Regions from separate parts of the Mus musculus genome. Here regions 1, 3, 4, 5, 6 and 7 are each linked to region 2. The links are chromatin contacts, called in public HiChIP or PLAC-seq, Micro-C, capture Hi-C and promoter capture Hi-C maps. All regions are on one chromosome and are shown on one strand. Each heading gives the region's core, a stretch centred on a gene start, on an enhancer-like site or on the middle of the called end of the contact. The rest is flanking DNA. Distances are from core to core; before and after follow the strand shown.

The links. Promoter capture Hi-C pulls out the DNA fragments that hold promoters and counts their contacts. Hi-C and Micro-C count contacts between places; a contact is called where the count stands out from the background. HiChIP or PLAC-seq counts read pairs in DNA pulled down with a chosen protein or histone mark. Capture Hi-C pulls out chosen DNA fragments and counts their contacts.
Region 1: a Micro-C map of embryonic stem cells shows a contact between it and region 2, with 5 times the contacts expected there. The contact joins the promoter of Unk here to the promoter of Sumo2 in region 2. A contact is called at or near these places in 2 of 39 promoter capture datasets (liver and neural stem cells), 2 of 484 Hi-C or Micro-C datasets (B cells and embryonic stem cells) and 3 of 115 datasets of contacts at active chromatin or transcription factors (T-cell acute lymphoblastic leukemia, effector CD8 T cells and pancreatic cancer cells).
Region 3: a capture Hi-C map of embryonic stem cells shows a contact between it and region 2, with 2.7 times the contacts expected there. The contact joins the promoter of Myo15b here to the promoter of Sumo2 in region 2. A contact is called at or near these places in 3 of 39 promoter capture datasets (cranial neural crest, hippocampal neurons and liver), 7 of 115 datasets of contacts at active chromatin or transcription factors (bone marrow-derived macrophages, embryonic stem cells, fetal liver and 2 more) and 1 of 9 other capture datasets (embryonic stem cells).
Region 4: a contact with region 2 is called in a Micro-C map of embryonic stem cells, with 1.8 times the contacts expected there. The contact joins the promoter of Nat9 here to the promoter of Sumo2 in region 2. A contact is called at or near these places in 1 of 39 promoter capture datasets (stem cell-derived epiblast-like cells) and 1 of 484 Hi-C or Micro-C datasets (embryonic stem cells).
Region 5: a contact with region 2 is called in an H3K4me3 HiChIP or PLAC-seq map of bone marrow-derived macrophages, with 2.8 times the contacts expected there. The contact joins the promoter of Tsen54 here to the promoter of Sumo2 in region 2. A contact is called at or near these places in 6 of 39 promoter capture datasets (the C10 cell line, embryonic stem cells, erythroid cells and 3 more), 1 of 15 datasets of contacts at CTCF or cohesin (large pre-B cells), 11 of 484 Hi-C or Micro-C datasets (B cells, the G1E-ER4 cell line, Th2 cells and 6 more), 17 of 115 datasets of contacts at active chromatin or transcription factors (CD8 T cells, T-cell acute lymphoblastic leukemia, astrocytes and 10 more) and 4 of 9 other capture datasets (adipose tissue, liver, macrophages and 1 more).
Region 6: a contact with region 2 is called in a promoter capture Hi-C map of stem cell-derived epiblast-like cells, with 2.9 times the contacts expected there. The contact joins the promoter of Rab37 here to the promoter of Sumo2 in region 2. A contact is called at or near these places in 4 of 39 promoter capture datasets (embryonic stem cells, liver, pre-B cells and 1 more), 2 of 484 Hi-C or Micro-C datasets (both in embryonic stem cells), 3 of 115 datasets of contacts at active chromatin or transcription factors (acute myeloid leukemia, bone marrow-derived macrophages and pancreatic cancer cells) and 1 of 9 other capture datasets (pancreatic islet).
Region 7: a contact with region 2 is called in an H3K27ac HiChIP or PLAC-seq map of hepatocytes, with 4 times the contacts expected there. The contact joins the enhancer-like site here to the promoter of Sumo2 in region 2. A contact is called at or near these places in 1 of 39 promoter capture datasets (embryonic stem cells), 1 of 484 Hi-C or Micro-C datasets (bone marrow-derived macrophages), 10 of 115 datasets of contacts at active chromatin or transcription factors (bone marrow-derived macrophages, embryonic forebrain, embryonic stem cells and 4 more) and 3 of 9 other capture datasets (adipose tissue, liver and macrophages).

What each region holds. Positions count from the first base shown.
Region 1 is chr11:116,028,673-116,032,077 of GRCm38.p6, forward strand. Unk (unkempt family zinc finger) reads left to right here and starts at 1,644. Exons shown (of 16, transcript NM_172569.4): 1 at 1,644-1,819. The coding sequence starts at 1,716.
Region 2 is chr11:115,534,543-115,537,758 of GRCm38.p6, forward strand. Sumo2 (small ubiquitin-like modifier 2) reads right to left here and starts at 1,688. Exons shown (of 4, transcript NM_133354.2): 1 at 1,556-1,688; 2 at 10-141. The coding sequence starts at 1,576.
Region 3 is chr11:115,856,527-115,859,793 of GRCm38.p6, forward strand. Myo15b (myosin XVB) reads left to right here and starts at 1,399. Exons shown (of 64, transcript NM_001384233.1): 1 at 1,399-3,267. The coding sequence starts at 1,880.
Region 4 is chr11:115,185,895-115,189,151 of GRCm38.p6, forward strand. It overlaps Nat9 (N-acetyltransferase 9 (GCN5-related, putative)), which reads right to left and starts at 1,505. Exons shown (of 7, transcript NM_025400.4): 1 at 1,225-1,505; 2 at 855-943. The coding sequence starts at 931. It overlaps Tmem104 (transmembrane protein 104), which reads left to right and starts at 1,593. Exons shown (of 10, transcript NM_001033393.2): 1 at 1,593-1,704; 2 at 2,316-2,428. The coding sequence starts at 2,384.
Region 5 is chr11:115,813,472-115,816,949 of GRCm38.p6, forward strand. It overlaps Tsen54 (tRNA splicing endonuclease subunit 54), which reads left to right and starts at 1,268. Exons shown (of 11, transcript NM_029557.1): 1 at 1,268-1,348; 2 at 1,444-1,608; 3 at 1,704-1,767; 4 at 1,856-1,939; 5 at 2,227-2,325. The coding sequence starts at 1,293. Caskin2 (CASK-interacting protein 2) reads right to left here and starts at 121. Exons shown (of 20, transcript NM_080643.2): 1 at 43-121.
Region 6 is chr11:115,152,807-115,155,977 of GRCm38.p6, forward strand. It overlaps Rab37 (RAB37, member RAS oncogene family), which reads left to right and starts at 1,372. Exons shown (of 9, transcript NM_021411.4): 1 at 1,372-1,485. The coding sequence starts at 1,393.
Region 7 is chr11:115,837,033-115,840,422 of GRCm38.p6, forward strand. The region is part of intron 2 of Llgl2 (LLGL2 scribble cell polarity complex component); the gene reads left to right. Among named protein-coding and RNA genes, the nearest start is that of Llgl2, 15 kb to the left of the region's middle. Within about 2 kb of position 2,054, at least 68 of the 459 cell types and tissues checked have an H3K27ac peak or open chromatin away from gene starts, as enhancers often do. A contact at or near this core is called in embryonic stem cells, hepatocytes, liver and 2 more, where this site is marked.

The DNA.
Region 1 (3,405 bases), core at 394-2,893, 490 kb after region 2:
GCTGCTGGAGACTGAACTCTGCCTTCTTGCTTGCTTCTACCAAAGGTTACGCCCCAGCCCAGAGATCCCACTCGGGTTAGCTTTAACAAGGCTAACTTGATCCCATTTAACAAAACAAGTAGGTTTTGAAAACAATGGATTTGACTAAGTGTGGTGGTGCAAGCCTGGAATCCCAGCTTTTGGGAGCCAGAGGCAGGCAAGTCTATGTAAATTCAAGTCTAGCCTGATCTACATATCAAGTTTCAAGCCTGCTGGGGCTACATAAGTAAGATCCTGCCTCAAAACCACAAACATGTACTCACAAACCAAAAATAAAAAAGAATTTGATATAGATTGAACATAGAAAACAAGGTCAAATGGGAAGTATTACATATCTATGATGGACATTTTTATTATTTTATTATTATTCGTGGAGTGGGTTCTCTCCTACCACCTGTACATCAGTCCCAGAGATCCCACTTGGGTTTGCAGCCTAGGGAAGCAAGCACCTTTACCCCTACTCATCTCCAACCTGTTGTTGTTTGGTTGTTCTTGTTCGGGTTTTTAGACAGACTGACAGCTCTGGCTGACCTAGAACTACCAACGGATGCCACCAGGCTTTGAATTCAGAGATCCACCTTCCGTTGCTTCCTGAGTGCTGGGACCGAGATACATGCCACCGTGTTGGTTTTTGAGATAGGGTTTTAGTACATAGCCTAGCTTGGCCTGGAACTTGTGACTTTCCTCCCTCAGGATGTACCCCTATATCCAGCCTGTAGAAAGTCATTTCATAAAACCATATTCCTAAATGTGAGGCAATTGCCTTGCATTTCCCCGGAACAGAAAGGTTTTTTTCCAGAAAAGGGAACTAGAATGGACTAGAACATTTTTTTTTCCTCAGCCCCTGGCCCTTCTCATGTAGTCTATCACTATACTTCTCAACAATTTACCAAAGTGCCTAAGAGACTACTCTAGATAGAGATTAGGTTCTCCCTTGGACCTTAACCTACTGGAAACAAGGTATTTGGGCCAACCACTGAGTTCAGAAGGAGCCCAAGTGGAGGGGTTCCAGGTTTCAGGGTTGATAAATGTTAATGATGCCCAGGAACAATATGGTGTATTGTAATTTTTAAAAACAAAACAAAGCAACAACAATAAAAAGCTTCTTCAAACTGTCTGCTAGCCTGCATACTTTCTCTGGTGATTTACAGGTTACTATATTATGAAAATATTGGCTGACTAGCTTGCTGGCTCCGAGGCAATGCTCTAGACTGACTTTAGAAACGGTGCGCCAACTGTACTGGTAGGGAGGCAAGGCAATTACTGCACTGCATTTGGAACATTCTCCGTGGAGTTGTTTCAGGCCTCCCTAACTGGTTCCTTGCTCTCCGGAGGATCCAGTTTAAAGGTAGAGTTCACCTCCGACCACACTGACAATGCTCAGGTAATAGTTAAGAGTGACTAGACTACAATTACCACAAGGCATTGCGGATCCTCAGCATCCGGGACACCGTCCGCAAAGATCTCTGGGTATTGTGGTCTTGCACTTTAGCAGCGACACTGTGCCAACGGTAAAATTTCACCGGAAAGGAGGACCACAACTCCCAGCAACCTTTGCTGCTGTGCGGGGGGTCTTCACGTTCTCGTGGCGCGGCGCAGGCGCTGTGGGTCTTCGGCGCGGACCGCGCAGACTGAATAATAAAAGGGGAGCGGCGAAGAGGCAGGAAGACAGGACCATGTCGAAGGGCCCCGGGCCCGGCGGCTCGGCAGCTTCCTCGGCGCCCCCGGCCGCTACCGCTCAGGTGCTGCAGGCACAGCCCGAGAAACCGCAGCACTACACGTACGTAGAGCCCCCCCCGCCGCGCGCGCACGCCTGACGTCAGCGGCCAGCGTGAGTCACGCGCGCAGGGAGAGCGCGAGGCTGTCCCCCCCCCCCTTCCTCCGGCTCGGCCCAGACCGGTTCCAACCTGCTGGGACCGGTCCCAGCTTACTTCAACTGTCACCAACCTCTGGTCGGGCAGTGGGGCGGGAAACTCGGTCCCAGCCTCCGAGTCGGAAAGGCAGGAGCGCGGGTCCCGAATCCACACTTCTCAGGCCAGGCCTCAGAGGCCTGACGGTCTCAGACATAAAACCCGACAAGTCCACGACATGACAAGTGGAAGTCTGTACCAACCAGCACGAGACCTGTCTAGAAATGACTGTTTGCTTGAAGTCTCGGGAGGAGACTCTGTGCACCGGAGGCCTTTTGTATCTTTAAGGCCTGTTAGATTGTCCACGAGGATCACCCATGCTTGAATTCCCTTAAACAGTCAAACGTGCAGAAATGGGCTCACTCCGTGCAGGCTGTACTGTCTAGCTTGAGTCAGCGACATCCGGGGTGTTAATGGTTGCAGACCCCTTCAGCATCGGGCAGGCAAGGGAGCCTCATCGTAACTGGCCTAAATGAGATTGCCACAATGTAAAAACTGCATGTGTACAAGCTTAGGTCCCTGCCTTCCTTGCTGTCATGTCACAGTAGGCCTAGGTTCTGTGAGACAAAGGCCAATGCTGTAGTTCCTCTTGTAAAGCCCTGTTGGTTTCCGTTCCCTGCTGTGTGCCAGGAGTGTCCCTACTGGGTGCCTGAGTGATGGGCCAGTTTAGGAGATCCCAACCTGTGGAAATGTCAGAACCCGAGAGATTGAACAACACTCCAGCGTCCAGCCAGGAGCTGGCAGCATCCGAACTAAAGTCAGGCAGAAGCAGCTCTGGTTCAACACTTTTGGGAGTTGGGACAGGGGAACATTGGTTATAGAAAATGTATTGGTTTCTTCAAATGACTAGTGTTGGCTGACGTCATCCAAACTTGACTGTAACTCAGGTTAGCCTTTCAAGTATGGTGGTCATCAGTTGGTCCTTTCTTACTGGAGTTCTCTCTCACTCTGCAACCTTGCCATTGCTTTTGATAAGAAGGTCTAACATCAGAATAACATCACTTATCTGGTCACACACAAAAATTTGTAAACTTAGTGGAACTGTGAAAAACATCTACATTTGTTTATTTGTATGTGAGTCTGTGGGAACACTCACGCAGCGCCACATGCAGGTGTGGAGGTCAAAACAGTCTGAAGGAATTGGTTCTCTCCTTTTACCTGGAGGGTTCCAGGCATTGAATTCAGTTGGCTAAGCCTGGCCACTGCTCTGTGCTCTCACAGTCAGGACCTTGTGTTGTAGGGTTAAACTGAACCCAGGCCTCTTACATGTTGGGATCACATCTGTCATTGGGTTGCGTCTTCGCCACGCACCCCCAGTTGTTTATTTACTCTTTACTTTTTAAGCTAGGATTTCACCAAGTTGTTTGTGCTGGCCTTGACTTGCTTTAATCCAGACAGAACTTGAACTCTGCATCCTCCTGCCTCAGATTTCTTTTCTTTTCTTTCCTTTCCTTTC
Region 2 (3,216 bases), core at 438-2,937:
ATTCCTCACCTGCCGTTCACAATAGGCTTTCATTAGTTTACTAAGTGGTGTATGCCTCTTAATCTTAAACTGCACCACAGAACCATCCTGTCCCGCCACCTTCAAATTAATATGATCGTTGTTCTCAGTCTTGACTCCTTCCTGTTGAAAGAAAAATAAGAGTGTAATTTGGAAACTGTGAAACACAAACACCTTTAAAGAAGCTGCGGGCCCGAACGCTTCAGAATCAACAGGTTTCTCTCAGGCTCTCCAACAGCATACAGCTGTTCCCAGCCCCTGGGCTGAAAGATCAGAAACCCTGCACAAAGTGTTACAAGTCTGGTACAGAAGCACTGATACTAGCAAGGCAACAATACACTTAGAAACTCCTTGCATAATTTGTGATGCATCTGAGGTTAAATTTTCTAAAATGGCATTATTTCCTGTCATCGCCCAAATTTGTCGCTTCCCATAAACACCAGTGTCCTTTCTCTTTTCAAAGCTACAACTACTAGAGTCGGTTTGGGGTGGGAGTGAGAAAACCATACCTTGTATTTCAAATTTTACTGCTACCTTCTTGATAAAAGTTAGCAAACTCTGCTCAATGATATCAAATGAACATATCTTTAAAAAAAAAAAACCGAACACACTCAACTGAGGGATATCCCGAGTCTCCCTTTTTACATCTTCCGATTAACGTTCGACTATATAACTGCTTCATTTTCAGTTCAGAGCTTATTTTCCCCCTCTCCTTTGCTGTCATGGCTGCAATACAGTCTTCGTGCAAGTATTCCCGTACATTGCAACCCCAACAGCAGTTCAGCAAATCAAATGTTTATGTCCAAGGATTCGATTCGTCCATCCTGTGTCCCCCTCCAAATAGAGTCGGGGCCAGAGAGTGCCCTGCCCTGGACTGATGCTGGTCCCCTAGTCCGCAGCCAAGAGTAGCCCGTGCCTCCGAGGGCGCGTTCTCAAGTTGAGCCCGTGTCTCTCTGCTCGCACCTAAGCCTCCAACCACAACAAGCCACATGGTTCCCGCCAGGGTGCGGGTTTCTGGGCGCACGGCGGAGAGCGCAGCCCCTCCCCCGCGGGCCCCTTGGGCCTCGAGCCGGACCGACTCTGGAATCCCCCACTCGGGGTTGCCGGAGCACACACCACCGATCCGGCGCGGCCCCAGCCCCGAGAGGGAAACCCCGGGCCGCACGACTCCCGCCTTCGCCGCCGCCCCAGACCCCGCGCGCCCAACGCTTTCCTTACACGCGCCGGGCGCCGCCGAGGAGCCAGCGCGGGGCCGCCGGGCCCGCGGGCTCCCGCGAAGCGCCGCCTGCCCGCCTCGCGCCGCGCCGCGCGCGCTCCGAGGGCCTGGGGGCGGGGGAGGGCGCCGGGCCTCCTCGGGCGCGGGCGGGAGGAAGAGAGCGAGAGAGGAAAATGGCGCGGAGCGCCGGGCCTGAGCCGCCGCTGGCCCCGTGGGGGGCCCCGGGCAGGCAGGGAAGCCCGCGGCGGGCTTCGGCCGGACCCCGGGCCGCGCCACCCACCGGTCCGCACGGTGAGGCGCAGCCGGCCGCCGCGAGCTCACCTTGGGTTTCTCGTCGGCCATGGCGAGCGCCGGAGTCTCCTCAGCTGCCGCTTCACAAAAGAGGCACCGGGTCCGCACTGAGGGAGCGCACAAGCAGCACCAGGAGCGGCAGGAGGAGGCGGCAGCGGTGGACGAGGCAGAGGGCGCGCGCACGTCGTGCGCTTCCCTCCCCCCGCCCTGCGTGCGCGAGCACGAGCATCCGGGGCTTCTCATTGGCTGCCGCTTCGCGGGAGCGCGCAACGCTTACATAACCACCCCTCCTCCTCCCCCCCACGGCCCGCGCCTCCGCCGCCTGGGCCAGGCGCCCGCCAGGTCGGCGGGAAGAGGCGCGGACACGCGCACCAGTCCCGCCGCGGGGGCGCGCCTGGCTCTGGGCGGGGCTGTATTGTCCTCCTTCTTTGGTGGAGCATAATCAAAATGGCTTCCAGCTGGTCCTCGGCGAGGACAGGAAGGCGCGTGGCCTTAGACGTGGGGTGAGCCTAGGTCGAGAACGGAAGGCCAACTCCACGTAGAAGGGGGCATCTCCATCAAAAAAGCAGCAGCGGGTTGTGAGAAAAACTCCTGTTCAGTAGGACAAATGCAACTCCCCCCTGCACATCAAACTTCCCAGTCCCTTCGTCCTTCCCCATCAACCAGCTTCCCACCCGGGAGCCTCAAATGTCTTCCAACCTGTTGGGAACCCTACTCTTGCTGTGGAAAACTGTTCTTATAGCCACTCAAAGGATTCCTTGCTTGTGGCCTGCCTCCCAACTTCCAGAGAACACAGTCCATCAGGGGAGCCGACCCAACCTGAAGCTCACGGGCCCATCAATCATTTCGTCCCTTAATCCAGTACAAAGTAGGAGTAGGATCCTCGCATTTGAAGAAAATCCTGCCCTCTGCTGTGCATGCCACCCTGTGGCTCTCACTTGGTGTTTTTATTTCCTGTACCCCTGTATTTTCTTCTACTACTGTGTTCCCACAGAGGGGGGAAATACCACGATTACATTACCACCATAGTGCTTCTTCTCGACCAAACAGCTTGAAAAAATGCCCATGCCAGCTGCTCCACCCCCTCAACTCCCACTCACTCCTCAATCCACTGCAATCTGTTGTTGTCCTCTTAGCTCCACTAGAACTCTCCACAAGGTCACCTTTGCTGAAACCAGTAATACGTCCCGTTTCTCACCCCTACTCAACTCCCTTCGACTCTGCACAAAACAGGCTTTTTTTTTCTGTCACCTTAGGCCAGTGGTAGCACACCTTAATCTTTTTTTCTTTATTAAACTTTATTTTAATTGTTTCTTTGAGTTTTAGTACAGACTTTTTCTGGTTTTTGGGTTTTTTTGTTTTTTTGTTTTTTTTTTTTTTTTTTTTGGTTTTTCGAGACAGGGTTTCTCTGTATAGCATTGGCTGTCCTAGAACTCACTCTGTAGACCAGCCTGGCCTCAAATTCAGAAATCCCCCTGCCTCTGCCTCCCAAGTGCTGGGATTAAAGGCATGTGCCACCACTGCAGCTAGTATAGACTTTTAAAAATTACTATATTTCCTCTACAGGGACGTATGAATCCCTTCCAATATCATCTACTTTCTAAACTCTCCTTTTCTAACTTTTTTTTTAATCCTCCTTGCATGTCTGTGGTGGCATAGGTGTTTAATCCCAGCACTAGGGAGGCAGAGGC
Region 3 (3,267 bases), core at 149-2,648, 320 kb after region 2:
CCCTGTCTCAAAAAATAAAAATTAAAATAAAGGTAAATAAATATCCACCAAAGGGCCTACAAGTTAGCTCAGTGGCACTTGCCACCAAGCCTGACCACTTGGGTTCAGTCTCCAGGCCACACAGGTTGGAAGGAAAGAACTGACTCCTGTAAGCTGGCTGCTGTCTGATCACACTCAAGGACTGTGGTATGAGAGTACACAGTGTGCAGGTGCATGCAGGCGTGCGAGCAGGTGCGCACACACACACAAAGAAATACAACTAAAAATCCACCAAGATCCCAGCACTTAGGAGGCAGAGGCAGGCAGCCAGCTGGTCTAGACTGGTCTACACAGTGAGTTCCAAGACAACCAGAACTGTACAGTGAAACCCTGTCTTGAAAACAAAACAAACAAAAATCTATCAATAGCAACTAGTTAGACTACAGTGCATGAATTCGTCATGATGCTGAACAACTGAAAAGACAGAGGAGAGAAACTAAGTGTTTTACAAAACCCCGGGGCCAGGCAGGGTGGGGAGGCCTTTCATCCCAGCACTTTGGAGGCAGAGGCAGGCAGATCTCTTAGTTCAAGGGTAGCTTGGTCTACAGAGAGAGTTTCAGGACAGCCAAGGCTACAAAACCCTGTACCGAAATTAATTAAAAGGGCTGGAGAGATGGCTCAGTGGTTAAGAGCACTGACTGCTCTTCCAGAGGTCCTGAGTTCAATTCCCAGCAACCACATGGTGGCTCACAACCATCTCTAATGGGATCTGATGCCCTCTTCTGGTCTGCCCAAAGACAGCAACAGTGTACTCACATACATGAAATAAATAAATACCTTGTAGGCAAGCCTTTTGAATGAAAGAGCATTGCACAGTATTCTCGATGGGTGGCAGTATTGTAGCCAATGAGGTTTATCGAAGACGTGATTATTGCTAATTGAAAAAGCAGTGGGGGGAGAGGGGCTGGAGAGATGGCTCAGCAGTTAAGAGCACTGGCTGCTCTTTCAGAGGTCCTGAGTTCAATTCCCAGCAACCACATGGTGGCTCACAACCATCTGAAGGGAATCCAATGCCCTCTTCTGTTGTGTCTGAAGACAGCTACAGTGTACTCATATAAATAAATATATCTTTAAAGATAAAAGAAAAAGCAGTGGGGAGGGCTAGGCATGTAACTCGGTTAGCAGAGGACTTGGCTGGAATCCACAGGGCCCTCCTCAGCCTTGTAGGGAAAAGATCCAGGAAGATCTCCTGACAACTAACGGTACTACTCCTTTGGGGCTGGAGAGCCAGCAGAGCAATGCTGGAGGACACTGGCTGCTCTTCTATAGGTCTGGGATTTGATTCCTGTCCCCCATGAGTCTAGTTTCAGTCCAAAAGTGTGCACAGTTCAAGGTATATACTCGTATCATATCCACTTTTTAGTAAGTTATATTTCACAACGGAAAAGAAGAGAACGCCCAAGTGTCCCCTGCCCAGTCCCATAGCCACAATCCCTTGTCTCCTGGAGAAGCCCCCATGTAAAACAACTTCATTCCGCCCCTCTTGGCAGGCCGGTAGTGAGGCTGAAGTAGAGCCTGGCTCCTCAGTCTGGCCTAGTGCCAGGCTGACCTGCCTGGCAAGGAGTCATGGCGTCGTCGCCCTGTCCATGGCCTTTGTCCACAGCGGCAGCGTCTCCTCTTTCCTCCGCTTCCACTCCATTGTTGACCAACCGGGTCAGGACCCGCTGCCTCCTGCATTATTGATGATGCTGCCCAGGAGGGGAGACTCCAGGAGGGGGACAGATTGAGCCCATAACCCTGCAGGAGCAGAAAGCATCTATAGCAACCGAGGCCTCAGGGCACCCATGGGCAGTCAGATCAGATCAGAAGGCAAAAGGATCAGGACATCGGGAAGTCAGTCATGGGCAGAAGTAAGGGCAAAGCGCCCCACCGCCGGCCTCGACCTGGAAGACCAGCCTCAGCCGAGCTGGAGTCTGGGTCCGCCAGCGCCGACTGCGCCCCAAGCCCGGACCGCAGGCCTGCCCGCAGCAAAGCCCGCAAGAACAAGCCCGCTACGGAGCACGAGGCCACTGGAGGCAAGGGGACCGCTGGAGGCCAGAGGAAGCACACCGGAGAGGGGAACCACCGCTGCAGAACATCACAGGAGACCCAGGAGAGGCAGAGCAGCTCGCAGCGTCTGAGACACGGACCCACGGAGAGCCGTGACTCCGGGGACAGTTGTGGGGAGCACACGGAGGAACAGGGAATCCCCAGGGAAGAAGTGAGGACAGGCAAACGCGGCCGCCGCAGGAGAGGAAAGGATCGGGGACCTTTGACTCGGCGAGGTCACGGAGAGACTCCTGGCAGGGATGGGGACACGTCGGGCGGGGATGGTGGCAGCTCGTGTCTGGACAGTGAAGCCCGCGAGGCCCAGGACAGCAGCAGCCAGGGCGGTGGAGCCCCGGAGCGGCCACCCAAAATGGAACCTTCGGATCCCAGGTCAGAAGGCGCTCCAATCAGAGGACCCAGCTCAACTCAGGTACAGGGCAAATGCCCTGGCAGCAACCATCCAGGCAGCGAAGGACACGCCTTGGAGCTCCAGAGCAAGGAAGGGTCGTCGGGGACGGGGCCTCAAAGAGCGAGTGACGATTCCCGGACAGATACAGACTCGAGCCCCGGGTGGGCTGGGCACAGACATCTCCCACAGAAGATCCCAGGAACCTCAAGTGGCATCCCTGAGTCCCAGGAGATAGAGCTGGGGAGGGAAGCTGCAGCCTCCAGCGTCCCCAGAGGCTCTCAGAGTCCCCAGGACTCTAGCGCGATTGTAGACACCAGTGATGTCGGGGCACAGCCAAAGGCTGAGCTGCTGGGCACCGAGCCTGAGACAGCGGGGGCTCCCGGGGCTCAGCTCCTCCAGGTCGGAGAGGTGACGAGAAAGGCGCTTGTGGTTGCGGGAGAGAGCGACGCGGGAGCCAGAGAGCGATCGCGTGCAGGGGACCCAGGGCCCCGGGACCGGACGCCACTGGCTGCGCTCGTAGTGCTGCGCAGGCTGCGTCCGAGGCCCCCAGCCGGCGCGTCTCCCCAGTTCGCTGGTGGCATCCGCGTGGGTCTCAAGGCGCGGCTGCAGCGCGTGGCGCGGGCCCTGGGCTTCCTGCGTTGGCTGCGACTGCGGGTAGAGCGACGTCGGACAGAGGCGCGGGCCGCGAGCCCGCGGGAGTGTAAGGAGCGCGGCCGCGAGAGGGCGCTCGAGGCGCGGGGCAGGGTGCCCGGGCCACGGCGCTGGTTGGCCTTGCGCCTGGCCTGTCGCCT
Region 4 (3,257 bases), core at 255-2,754, 350 kb before region 2:
AAAAGAAAAAGAAAAACCACAAAAAGTCTGAGTTTGTGCTTTCTGAGGTGAAGTGGGTATGGGTAGGCAGGAAAGGTAGGTTCTTTTCTCAGGCAGCAGCAGAGAGGGTAGCTCTAGGGGCCCAGCTTCCCACCCAGGTAATATAAAACCAAACACTCCCCCAGTTCCTGAGGGTAAGGGTATGCCAGTCCAGCCCAGCAAAGAGGGCTGAGGAGACCTCTACAAGGCAGGGTGACAGATCTCCCCAATGCAAAACTATTGTCCCCTACAGAGCCAGCTTCTCAATCTGTCAGATGTTTGCCAACTAACCTCACAAAGAGTCCCTGAATCTCACTTCTGGCCTTTAAACAGTAGGCATCAAAATAATGAATTCAACATCTGGGACAAGCACACGTTAAGTCTCCAGAGGATACCAGGGAACGCCATAAGTAATTTAGAACGAGGGAAGAAGACATGGCTTTGTTTTTTTGTTACACACACATCTAGATGATGTAATCCCTCATTGAAAAGCCAAAAAGAAAGCAGAGAGATGGATGACAAGGAAAATAAATGAAAAATGAGCCCTCCACTTCAGCTTTATTCCTCCTGCATGTAATTCCCACCCCCAACCCCCCACTTTGAGTCACAGTCTCATTAAGTATCCCTAGCTGGCCTGGAACTTATTATATTGCCCAGGCTAGCCTCAATCTCACGGAAGAGATGGACCTGCCTCTGTCTCCCAAGTGTTGGGCCAGAATCAAAGGTGTACAGCACCACACAAGTGACGTTTGTTAAACAAGACAGGCTCCTAGATTAAGGCACCCTGTTTCCAATTGCCCTCCACGCTACAACCAGTCGGGTAATGAGTTAGTTACCTGGGCACATGCTCGGAGGTGTAGGGTACCAGGACCACCTTCTTGCCCACTAGCATGGTGTTCTGATTCAGCTTCATTGTAGCTGCCTACTAGTGGGGAGAGTTAAAGACTTCAGAGCCCCCATAGTGTCTTCCCACGCAGGGTGGAACTCTTTCTGTAGCAGTGGAGCTATGTTGACAGAAGAGCGTCCTGCCTTCCCCTCACAACTACGTGAAAGAACGGGGATTCTAAAACTCTTGTAAGAGAAAGAGCCGAAGTGGTCAATACATCTGGGCTCTCACCCAGGGGCCAAGTTCTGGCTCGGTTTCCAGCCCATTCCTACACAACATGCCCGTCCACCCCCAAATGACCTGTTAATCCTTTTTTTAACCTGTTTCCAACCCTAGCCTCCAGCGTCCAGAGTCCACGTCACTCGGCTCTGGCCCTTCCGTTTTCCTGTCCCCAAGCCCCACTCAAAGTTCTCAGGCCTCAGCCCTTTGCGTGGTTCCTCGGCCGTCTAAGCGCTGTAGTTTGCAAACTGCAAAGCTCACAACCACCCCCTGCCGAGGAAGGCGTCCCCAACGACAGGCGTCAGCGTCTGTCCCGGAGAAACAGGCTTTCCGCATGCGCGTAGAGGGGCTTGCTGTCCGCTTCCGCCAGGCAGACGGCAGCCGCAAAGCCCAATCCCGGCCCCGCCCCCGCGAGGCATCCAATCAACGCACTGCGCCCCTCCCCACGCGCTCGCTTGGACGGGGGACTGGGAAGCGTGCGCGTGCGCGTAGCGGGCGCTGGTGCGGGGCCGCTGGTGCCGGGTGGCAGCTGCAGAGCTGGAGGCGGTGGCCACTGTGCCTGGAAGCTAGCTGTGCTGCAGGTCTGGGACGGGCAGGAGGGCAGGACAGGGTGAAGATGGATGTGAATTTTAGAGTTTCACCTGGAAGGGAGGGGAAGGGGAGACTGAGGGACCGGCTCTGGAGAAGAGAGGGGAGGCTTAAGGGTGGGAAACCCTAAGGCAAAGCAAAAGGCAGGTGTCGGTGCGCGAGGCCCCATTTAAAAGAAGAGGCTTTGGGACAAGGAGTTAGGATGGAGGGGCGACCTTGGAAAAGCTGACTCCCGCTGTGGGCGGAGAAGCAGACAGCTGTGTGGGCTGTCCTGTGTAGTAGTGAGCTCATAGATAATGAAACGGACGTAAGCACTTTAGGGTAAAGGGGGCTGTGATGGTTAGTGAGGCTTAGAGGCCCGGAAAGCCCCTTCAGTCACTTGGAGTGTGAGCAGCATCCAGGCACCGAGAAGTGCCTTGCATAGCAAATCAAGTTAGAAGACATGGTCCAGGAAGCCGCGTCCCACCAAGGCTGTCTCATGGCAGATAGGGAGACCAAAGTGTCTGAGTTAAAAGGGCTACAGGTGAAAGCGGCAGACTGCAAACCCCCCACCCCCAGTCTCATCTCTGCAGTTAGAGAACTAAAGTCTACTCTTTTGTCTTAGGAGCTGCGGCTGCTGCTGCCACTGCATAGAAGTAACCTCTTGGGCCAGCCCTTCCTCACTCTCTGGAGATGGCAGGCGAGATCACAGAGACCGGAGAGCTCTATTCTCCTTATGTGAGTTCTTCTCCATAAATGTGTTCTGCTCACCACCATGCTCCTGGTTTCTAGAGAAGCCCACTGCTATCTGTGGACTATACTAATTATGGCCCTGGTTTAAATAGACCCTGGTGAAAAACACAACGGAAACTCCACATAGCTCCAGTCAGGTTCAGCTGTCTTAGCTAGACTCTATATATCAGGCTCGTTCCTCATTTGTTTATAATTTTTTAAAGCTTTTATTTTAAATGATGTGTCTACGTATGGATATGTGCATGCCTGTCAAATCCAAAAGAGGGCACCAGATGCCCTGGAGTTAGTTGTCGATGGTTGGATGCTGCTCAGTGTAAGTGCTGGAAGTGAACTCGGGTCCTCTGCAGGAGCAGCAGGTACTCTTAACTGCTGAGCTGTTTCTCCAGGCCAGTTCTCCTTTTAGACACCTATCAGAGAGCATCAAGCCAAATAGTAGTTAACTTGCTAGTCTCCCATAATATCTATCTCAGGACTCCCACAGATGACACACAGTTCTGCCAGTCAGCTGGGCAGTCACCAACAGCTGTCGCCATGGAGTTGTGTTCCTCTCAGTAGTCAGCAGCCTCTTTCTTCCTTCGCTAAATTCTAAATTGCACAACTCTTGTGGTCTTGGATGTTGAAAGAGGTGGTGAACTGCAGAGTCTCCCAATTGCAGTTTGGTAGAGCATGCAATTATGACAATTAGAGCGATTGATTCCCCTCTGTCTCGGCTCCGTGGCCCCTGCACTCCCCCCACACACACTCAGTTTATCTTCTCTCGGTGCTGTATCCAGTTGGTTGTGGTTATGTGGTTATTGCATCACGGGGCCTTCAC
Region 5 (3,478 bases), core at 18-2,517, 280 kb after region 2:
CTCAAGGGTCCTGACCCCTGGCCCGGGACCCGGCAGTCTCACCTCTCCCGGCCGCCCCGCCGGGGGTCCGGCTGGCTGTGCTCAGTCTCAGGCACTCTGGACTCTGGTTCTCACTGTCCCCCGCAACCCCTTTCTCCTCCTTTCCAAGGCCGGCTCGGCGCCTCCCGCAGGAAATCCCGCCCCTCCCCCCTCCCTCCCGCCGGATCGGGAGCCGGGGACCGTCCTGGCCGCACAGTTGGATTGTCAATCAACACCCTGGTCCCCGCCCCATCTTCACTAGGCCCCGCCCCCGCCAGCCAGTCCAGAGCCGAGCCACTGGTTGGATCAGCGCATGCGCGCAGGTGAAGCTGCTTAGGGGTGCAAAGTGGCGGGTGAGAGGCGGGGTGGATGAGGTTTCGTGCTGCTGTGTCCTGTCCGGGGATCCCGAGAGAACTGGGTTCTGGTCTAGATCAAAAGGTGAAGTGTGAATGTATAGGAGAGAAAATAGGATGTTTTGGCAGTTGAACCTGAGGACCCCCCCCCCCCACTAGGGGTGGGGATCACTTCCTCTTTGCCCCATCCTTTCCCGGGTTGCCCGCAGCGACCTTCGTCCACACTCAGAGACCTATAGCTGCTGGCTGGAGCAACGGTGCCACCTAGTGGTGAGCGTCAGTGCGACTCAGGATGTCACGGCGGGGACCCCAGCCTCGAGGAGGTGCTTTCGGAGTCTGGGGTGGCGATTCAGCACCAGTGTGAGCCGGACAGCGCCTCCACCCCTGGCCTTTGAACCCTGCTTCAGAGCCCCTAAGAAGAGATTTTTTTTTTTTGGCCCACCGTGAAGGAACTCCATAAGTCTTTGGTCCACTCCTAACATTCCCATATGGCCTCCAGTTTGCAAAGCTGGTGTCTGGGGGCTCACTGCTCTCCTCTCTCTACGCATCTCTTTCCTGCTGGTGGTAGGACACAAAGACATTCAGGGCTGCAGAGATGAGAGTAACATATTTGATTATCCATGCTACATCCAGTAGCCAGGTAAAGTTATACTAAAGAAGGGAGGAGCCCCCAGAAGCGCTGGAAACGGAATAGGTGAGTTTTTGCACATCTGGAAACCTGCACATCGAGCTGGGTCCCGCGGCCCGGGGTACACGTGTGCCGACAGGTGTTAGGACACACACGGGGCAGGTAGGAAGGCGCGAGGCTCGAGGGTGGCTTTATGATCCCGAGGAGCGAGCGGGTCGAAGGCGCTAGGACCGCGCGGAATGCCGGGGTGGGCGGGGCTTCGCGGTGCGCGCGCAGCCGCAGACAGCGGCCCGATGGAGCCCGAACCCGAACCCGGGTCGGTGGAGGTTCCCGCGGGGCGTGTGCTCAGGTGCTACCCGGCCCGGGGGATGGCGTGGGGTGCGTGGGACCCGGGAGCGAGCGGGGTGGCCTCTGTGCTGATCACGTGTTCCCGGCTCTCCCCAGCGCCTCGGAGCTCCGCGCCGCGCGCTCGCGGTCCCAGAAGCTACCACAGCGGTCGCATGGCCCCAAGGACTTCCTCCCGGACGGCTCGGAGGCCCAGGCGGAGCGGCTGCGCCTGTGTCGCCAAGAGCTGTGGCAGCTGCTGGCGGAGGAGCGCGTGGAGCGCCTGTGAGAGGGGCTGGGCCGGGCCGGGTCAGGCCGGGTGGGCGGAGGCCGGGGACTGCCCGTGCAGACCGAGACGCCCCTTCCCCACTCCTCGCCAGGGGCAGCTTGGTGGCCGCGGAGTGGAAACCAGAAGAGGGCTTTGTGGAGTTGACGTCTCCTGCGGTGAGCGGCCCGGGCATCTCCGCGGCTGGGGGACCCCCTTCCTCTGTCCGCTTAGCTGCTTTGTGACACTTGGTCTGCTGCCGCACAGGGGAAATTCTGGCAGACCATGGGCTACTCAGAGGAAGGACGGCAGCGACTTCACCCCGAAGAGGCTTTGTATCTGCTGGAGTGTGTAAGTGGGGTCCTGGAGGCGTGGGGAAAGGGGTCCCGACTAATGGAATGGGAAGGATACGGTTTGGTGGACCAGGAGGAATTCAGAATTATGTTTTCAGTGAAGTTATGTGTGGACTTTGAGAACAGAAGAGGATACCACTGGACAGCGGGAGTTCTAATCCTCTCATTGTTTGTCCTGGTCATGCAGTGATGCTTGAGTGTGTGGGGAAAGGGTCAGAGCCAAGAAGGTGACTGGCTTGGGCACTGCAGGAAGGGTACACAGCTAAGCTCTTGGTCCACTTCCAGGGTTCGATTCAGCTCTTCTACCAAGACCTCCCACTGTCTATCCAAGAGGCATACCAGCTGCTGCTGACAGAGGACACCTTGAGTTTCCTGCAGTACCAGGTATCTGCCTCCCAAGGTGACTCTTATTTGCCAAGTCAGTGAGTCCTGACAGGTGCCTTTGAGGCTTCGAACACAGAGCCACAAGCCAGGGCTGTAGGTGAGACAGCCTGTGATCACACGGGCTTATATTCAAATGGAGACTGTCAGGTTTGGGGGATTTGTATTGTTGATAAGTTATTAAACAACACGTGTGCCCAGAAGAGGAGATAGACTTGAAAGAGTGAAATCTCCTTTGAGGATGGTATTTGCTTATTTATTTTTAGTGCTTCTGGGAAGTGAAGCCAGCAGCCCATGCCTGCTAGCAAACACTCCAGCACTGAGCTGTATAGCCCCTACCCTCTTGTTTATGTTTTGAGATAGGGACTTTCAAAATTGCACAGGCTGGCCATGAACTCACTCTGTACCCCAGGCTGGTCATGAGTTTATGCTCAAACTCTCTAGTAGCTGGGATGACAACCTTGAACCAGCAGGCCTGGTGAGGATGATACTTAAAATGGAATGTGGTCCATGCAGTCCCAAGATTTGGAACCTAGGGCCATATAGGAGGGAGGTTTTGAGTGGTAGAGGAAATGGCTTTGTGTCACTGGTCTTTGCTACTTTGTGGGTTCTTCTTTTTCCCACCCTTTGTGCCCCCGGTTTCATCTCTTATCACTCGATAGGAGAAAAAGGAGGAGAGAGGGGAGAGAGACTCTGAGTGTAATTTCTCTCTCGTTTCTTCTTTGAGCGTTACCGACAAACTGCAGTCAACTCCGCCGAACAATCAACAACCACCAACCCCACCTTTTGGGGCCTTAGCATTTACGTACCCTCTGAAAAGTTCCCAGAGTCCCAAATATTACACAATTGCAAAAATCGATCTGCAGCTAGCAAAAACCACAGCTCTGTTCGAACAGAAAGCAAATCACGGCTGCTGTGGATGGGCCGAAGCACCCTGTGTCCCCACACCTGGGATTAAAACAAAAACATGTCTTAATATTTCTGTGTTTCTTAACGAGGCCAAGACCCCAGAATCGTCACTAAAACTTGTGTTTAGAGAAACTAGTAACTTATTTGAACAGATGGACATCTCTGCAGGCATGTTGACGTGTGTTATAATTGTAGTCCTTAAAGGTAGAGGGAGAAATACTACTTTTGAGTAGCTTGAGGCCAATCT
Region 6 (3,171 bases), core at 122-2,621, 380 kb before region 2:
ACCTCGGTCAACCTAATTAAGATATTCCCTCACAGCATGACTCTAGGGCCTGCCAAGTTAATGATCAGTATTAACCATCACGGAACCCCTATTCCAGTATGGCCCAGTTCTAACCTACATCTCTAATGTTCCTGTTGCCAAGGAAGGCCACACACATTTTGGGTACCAGTGCCTAGGACTTCAGCATATCTCTTGGGGGACACGATGTACCCCCACAACATTAGTTTTCAGTGGACGGTGAGCAAGGGGCAAGCCACTACCCCTCTCCAATTCCCACCTCGACAAAGTCACCTCCATCCAGGCTCCGGGATCTCCTCTCAGCTGTCATGAAATAGTTCCTGCTGATGTACACAGCCATTTCCCAAGTCATAGTCACCCCAAAGCCAGCCCTCACTGCCCTCACCTAAAAAGTTGAGGGGCCCAACCCCCTTCCTACACCCCGCATCCAGTCCCCGCATCCTGTTCCTTTCTATACAGCGTTGAGATGTTGAAAAGTTGGCCCACAAGCTACTGAACCCTGGTATGTGCAACCCCAGATTCTCCATATCCCCCGTCATCCGGAGCTGCAGGGTTCCTGGGCTGTACTAGAAACAGCTCAAAACGACCCACGACTTCATGAATTCCTGTGGCACCCACTCGGTGGCTAGGCCTAGGCCTTCCCTGAATAATGTTGGCCCTATCTTGTCCCCTTGGAAAGATGGGCTTCAAGAGCTCACCTTCCCGTGGTGGGAGGACATCAGGGGCTTAGACTAACAAATGAGGGAGAAACATGGCAAAGAGCTCCAAGTGTTAGCACCACCCAGGAGCTCCCCAGATGGTCAGTGCGCTCCAAGGTGAGTGTCGGTGAAAAAGTAGGCTCAGATGAGCTGAGGTCTATCAGAACCGCTTGGGTGCTAGTCTCAGAATGCAACTTCCTGTCCAACATTGTTCAGGGACGTCCCCAGCTTCTTGCCTGCAGGTAAGTACCGGACTGTCAACTGGCTGGAGCTCGGGCGCGCCCTGCTGGCCACTGCATTGCCGCAGTAGGAAACCAAGCCCCACACCTTCCGCAGCTAGCTGGGTCTCCCGGGTCCGCAGCCTCGATGGCAATCTAACTTCACCACTGCGACCTTAATGGGCTGGTCCTGTAGCAGGACTCATTCCGTGCTGTAAGAGCACTAAACTAGGCTAATGTCTCTCAGGGGGACTGCCACTCCCTAGGGTGTGCATTCTGCGAGTCTCAGACGTCCTGGCTGGCGTCGTCGAGGGGATGGCGGGACGGAGGGAGGAGTCTATCAGGGTCCGAGCCGGTTGGTGGATGGGGAGGGAGGAGTGGGCGGAGCCTAGGGCAGGGCGGTTCCTCGCTCTCCCTCGCTTGCTTCGAGCCGGGCTCACCTCTGACTGTCCGGGGACATGACTGGCACACCAGGAGCTGCTACCGCTGGGGATGGCGAGGCCCCTGAGCGCTCCCCGCCCTTCAGCCCGAACTACGATCTCACCGGCAAGGTGGGTGGGCTCTGCGCTCAGTGCTGGGGACCCCCCAGGCCGGCACTTAGGGACATCCCTCCCGATGTCCTTTGCCTTAGGACCCTGTCCTTCCCTGTCTACACCCCTCTTCTGGAAGTGTCAGCTGGGTCTCTGGTCTGGGGCATAACCCCTGGGCTCATCCCAGTCTCTAGGGTTCTAGGCTGACCTCGGAGGGCATGGGGTAAGGCAGATCTGAAAGACTAAGACTCCCCCACCCTAGGAACAAAAACCCAGTTCCTTCTGCCACACTTTGGAATACTGGGAGACAGGGACTCTCTGAAGACACAGACAGGGCATCCCCGCCTTCAGAGGCATCTCAAGGTTAATGCCCTTTTTGAGCTAAGCCTCAAAAAGTGACACCTGTCACAGGCGTGCAGTGCTTTGGGTCCCCACTCAGCGGTACATCCCACCCTTCCCCTCCCCACTGCCTCCAGACATAGACTCACAGCTCCTTCCCAACACCCCAGGCTGCATGTAGCCAGCCTACAAGTCCACTTGGGAATTTTCAGAAGCTGAGAAAGAACATGGCAATTAGTGACCATGGCCCACTCTCCCCCTCCCCCCGCCCGGCCCCCCGACGACCTTAAAGGCAACTCTCTGGGGTGCATACATTCTGCAGGAATGCCCTGAATAAAAGGATGTCTGTCACCACCTCTCTTATTGGTGTCCTTGGCTTAAGCAAGTACATGGAACTCTAAAAAGAGATGCTGAGCCAGCCAGCCTCTTGCACTATTTTTCTACAGGGTTTAGGAGAGAGAAGTAAGAGCTATGCCAGGTAGAAGTGATGCCTGGTCTTGAAGGGTACCTGCCTCTTTCAGGGTCTTGGTTCCTCTCAAACACCAGATCTCACTCTCACTAGGAGCTTCACATCTCCACCCCCTAGGGTTTCAGGGGAAGCCAGTCAGCCAGCCTACCCACCCAGAGACGTTGAGATAGGCGTCCTGTGTGGGCTTGTGGCAGGAAATGGGGCTCTAAGTCCTCAGGGGAGGGGAGTTGCTGATGGCCAGCCCCCACCCCCAGGCTGATGGGGATCTCCTGACCTCCTAGCCCTGCAGGACAACTGAGCTGTTTACCTAGGAGGTGGCAAGGCTGAGCAGCTGTTTGTGTTTGGTGGACTTGATGGGCTGGGTGACCGGCTGCATCATTTGCTCAAGGCAGCTGTGATCTGTAAAGTACACAAATACCGGTATTCGCCTGCCTCCCTCCCTCCCTCCCCCTGTATGGCTGGGGCCCCAGAGCCATCAGAGTGCCTGCTGGGAGCACCTGCAAAATAGCTGACCCCCAGCCTGCCAGGCTTGGCCCAGTCCTGAGTCTGTAGCTGTGGGAAAAGAGCATGATGAGAAAAGATCCTTGGAGCACCTTAGGTCTGGGGTCTTGGGCACTCTTCTTAAGTGGTCCCCATCAATCTTGTCGTTAGTCATTGACAAGCTCCAGAAAGGCTGCAAAGGAACGAGCCCCACTCCCCCACCCCACCCCCACTTTCCTCCTACTATGGTGGGCAAGCCGATGAAAATTTCCCCAAAGCACACAGTAGGGTTTTTATAATTCGGGAACTCAGCCTTGCATCCCTTCCTTTCCGACCCACTCTGACATCTCTGCCCCACAATCAACTAATCAGGCCCAAGACCCCATAGCTAAGGAAGAAAAGCTTTTTAGCTTTGTGGC
Region 7 (3,390 bases), core at 804-3,303, 300 kb after region 2:
TTTAGAAAAGGTAACCCGGGTTTCCTTCTGTACATCATAGAATGCCTGAGCAGGGTTTCTCACCCTCCTCACTGGCGATGTCTGGGGCCTGTTGTGCTGAGAGAATTGTCCTGGGCGCTGTAGTTAGCAGCACCCTAGTTTGGCCAGATGCCAGTCCCCTGCCTCTGCCCAGATGATATCACACAAAATGTCTCCAGCCATTGTCAGTTGACACCCGGGGCTTCTAGTTGCTCTCCTCTGAGAATGTCTAGAATGGGAGGGTGCAGTGTGAGTGTGTGTGGAGGGGGGGGTGGATAAAGCAGGAAAGTGAGCATTCAGGAGGACTGTGGGGTCTCAGCCAGGAGCAGTAAAAATTTATTTAGAGGAGTGTTGCACCTGGACTTTTTTGAAGACAAGGTCTCATTATGTAGCCTTGGCTAGCCTGGAGTTTGCTATGTAGACCAGGCTAGCCTTCAATTCAGAGATCTACTTGCCTCCACCTAACGCCAACCCTCTCAAATACTAAGATTAAAGGCTCACGGTATACCCCACTGTGCCCGGTCACTCTGACCATTTTGATGAGAACAGGATCATGGTGAAGCATCTAGTCCAATGACGAGTATTGACCTAGCACCTGATAGCCCCATTCACTCACTGTGAGGCCTTGGCACAGCTCTAGAATGGAGATGATCTTAGATTTCGATTTAGGTTGAGGGAGACGTAAACAGAGCCAGCGTGACGTGAAGGGCTGTACACGTGTGTCCACCGAGTGCTTGGCTAAACGCCACAGAATCAAAGGTGCATGGGCTGTTGTCAGACTCCACACAGGAATTCCTCATGTGCAGGTTAGGGTCCGCGCCTGCACAGTGGCTACTCACGGTGTGGTCACATCTGGGAGTGCCACCCTGAAGGTCAGGCTGTCAGGCAGCGTGTCGTGGGCAATGCGTGCAACAACAGAACAGTGGCATCGCCCGCCACACGACAGATGCCCAAACAGCTTACAGATCCCAGCTTCTAAACCAGTTCTAGGCCTTTCCACAGAGCCAGCAAGATGCCTCACACAAAACGGGGACGCTGCCCTAGCTAGGGCCATGAGGGTTACCTGTCCTTGGCCAGGAGTTGTGACCATGACCAGAAAAAGGGGCTGGCTGCCAGGGGACCAAGTCTAGCTCAGGGGCTGGGTGCCAGGCATCAGGGCTGGGTGTTAACAGTGGTTGGGGCAGGGAACTGGAGCCATATAGCCGGGCCTTGGTTCTGATTCAGCTCTCACCACGTGACCATGTAGACATTGATTAGCCTGTCTATTCCTCAGTTTCCTCTTCCGTGAAGTGGGGTTGCTAAGCACCCTAATGGAGGCTGGTGCAGTGGACAGGTTTCATGGCTCTATTTATTTTAGTTTGTTTCCTATATGTATGCATGTTATGCCTTCATGTATGTATGGGCACCACATGCGTGGCTGGTGCTTCCAGAGATCAGAAGCTCCTGGAACTGGAGTTAGGGATGGCTGTGTCCCATCATGTGGGTGCTGGAACTGGTTCTGTGTCCTCTGCAAGAGCAGCAAGTGCTTTTCACTGCTGAGCCATCTCTCCAGCCCCATGTTCAATCGCTTCTTATGGGCAGCATCAAGTAGCATGGTTTGCTCGGAGCTCAGTGTCTTTACCTGCTGTCTACCACTTGTACCCTCTTAGCACACTCACCTCCAACCCAGTCAGGCAGCTTAGGTTCCCACTGAAGACTAGCTAAGGGAACAGGGACTACCTCAGGGGCTGGACGGACGTCCTGGTCTTAGTGAAACCCTGCTCCTTGAACATTGTTTGGGGCCTGCTTGCCCCTCTGGTGAAACCCAGGCACCCACTAGTAGCCACACCCCAGTGTGAGCAGACCTAGGCCTAGGTGCCTGCGCTGGACTGCTGCAGAATAACACACCCCCCTCAGAACCCTCCCCACCACCACACCTCCCAAATCAAATAAATGGTGTGTTTCTAACCAACTAGGCCCGCCCAGCCCAGACCACATCGTTTTGTTGTGGCTTTTGCCTACATGGGCACCAGTGTCAGATGACAACCACACAGAGAGGCCAAGTTGCTTGGGCCAGGAATCTGAGCTTACCACACCCAGTATCTGGCAGAGCCACTGCAGGCAGGTGGATCTGCCCCTCCTCCCTCCTCCCTCCTCCCTCCTGAGGCCCTCAGCAGCTTCTGGGAGCTCTCCTCTCAGCCCCTGACAGACACTACAGGGTCCCCAAAGCCGTGGGCTTGGAGGACAGTCCTCCCCAGCTGAGTGTAAGGGTGAAGGGCAACACCCGCTACCCACCCACCCCCACCTCTCACAATCTGACAGGGACTTGGGCTAATATTACAGTCTGGCGGCTTCTGTTCATCTTTGCTCTCCTTTCCCTGTCAAAAGAGCCCATTGTTCTCTTCTCCCTTAGCAGAGGTCACCTGAGCCCAGGTAGCAGGACAGGACAGGACAGGACAGAGGCTGAGGAGACAACGGGAGGGAGAACTGCAGAGCGTTGGTCCACCTTCTTGTTTTAGAGTTCTCTGGGGTCTGGGAATCCTATGCTTGGGGTATCCCCAGGCTCTACCTGCTGCCCACGTGCTCTGGATTACAGGGGGGAGGGGACAGGACACTCTCTTGGCGGCTCCACAACACTCTGTGGGCGGCTCCTTTGAGAAAGGCCACCTCACCCTTTAGGGACCTAACTAAGGCGGGGGATTACTAGCATGTAGAACTTACACTCAGGGGACTCCGAACCTTGAAAGTTTACAAGAGTCTTAGCTGCTGTGGAAGGGACACCAGTGTGGGCAGGGCACTTAGGTGCCGGGTAGTTGGGACCTTCCCTTCCCTGCTTTCCCCAGGACACACCCAGGCTTCCTAGTTCCTCCTTGTTTCCTCCCTGGGTTCTGAGCCACATCCTTCCTTCTTATCCCAGCAGGGGCCACTGAGCCTTCCGTGTGCCCCACCCACAGGGCTCACAGGGCTCAGGCCTGGCTTGGCCTCCTCTAAGGAGTCAGCTCATGTGGGCCCTGTCCAGGGAAAGTCATGGGAGCCTATGTCCCTTGTTTTGCTTTTGAGAGAGCCTTGGTCCCTCAGTGTTGTCAGCTGGATAAGATGCCCTGGGGGCGGGGGCACACTGCAGAATACTAAGGACCCTAGCAGCCAGCCGCAGCCTAGGGACAGTTCTCACACTGGGGTGAGCAATCAGAACACACACTCTGTATTCACAAGATGCCTCGTGTTCAGTCCAAGGACACACTGCTCAGGGCATCCTGAATGTCATTCTGGTGAGCCTGACTGGGTGCCTGTTCTCAACTGGCCTTTGGAAGGACAGGGAGGAGTGGTCACAGTCCTTGGGACTCTGAAGGAAGTAAGAGATGGGGGATGCCCAACCTTTGCAGCAGGAAGGAT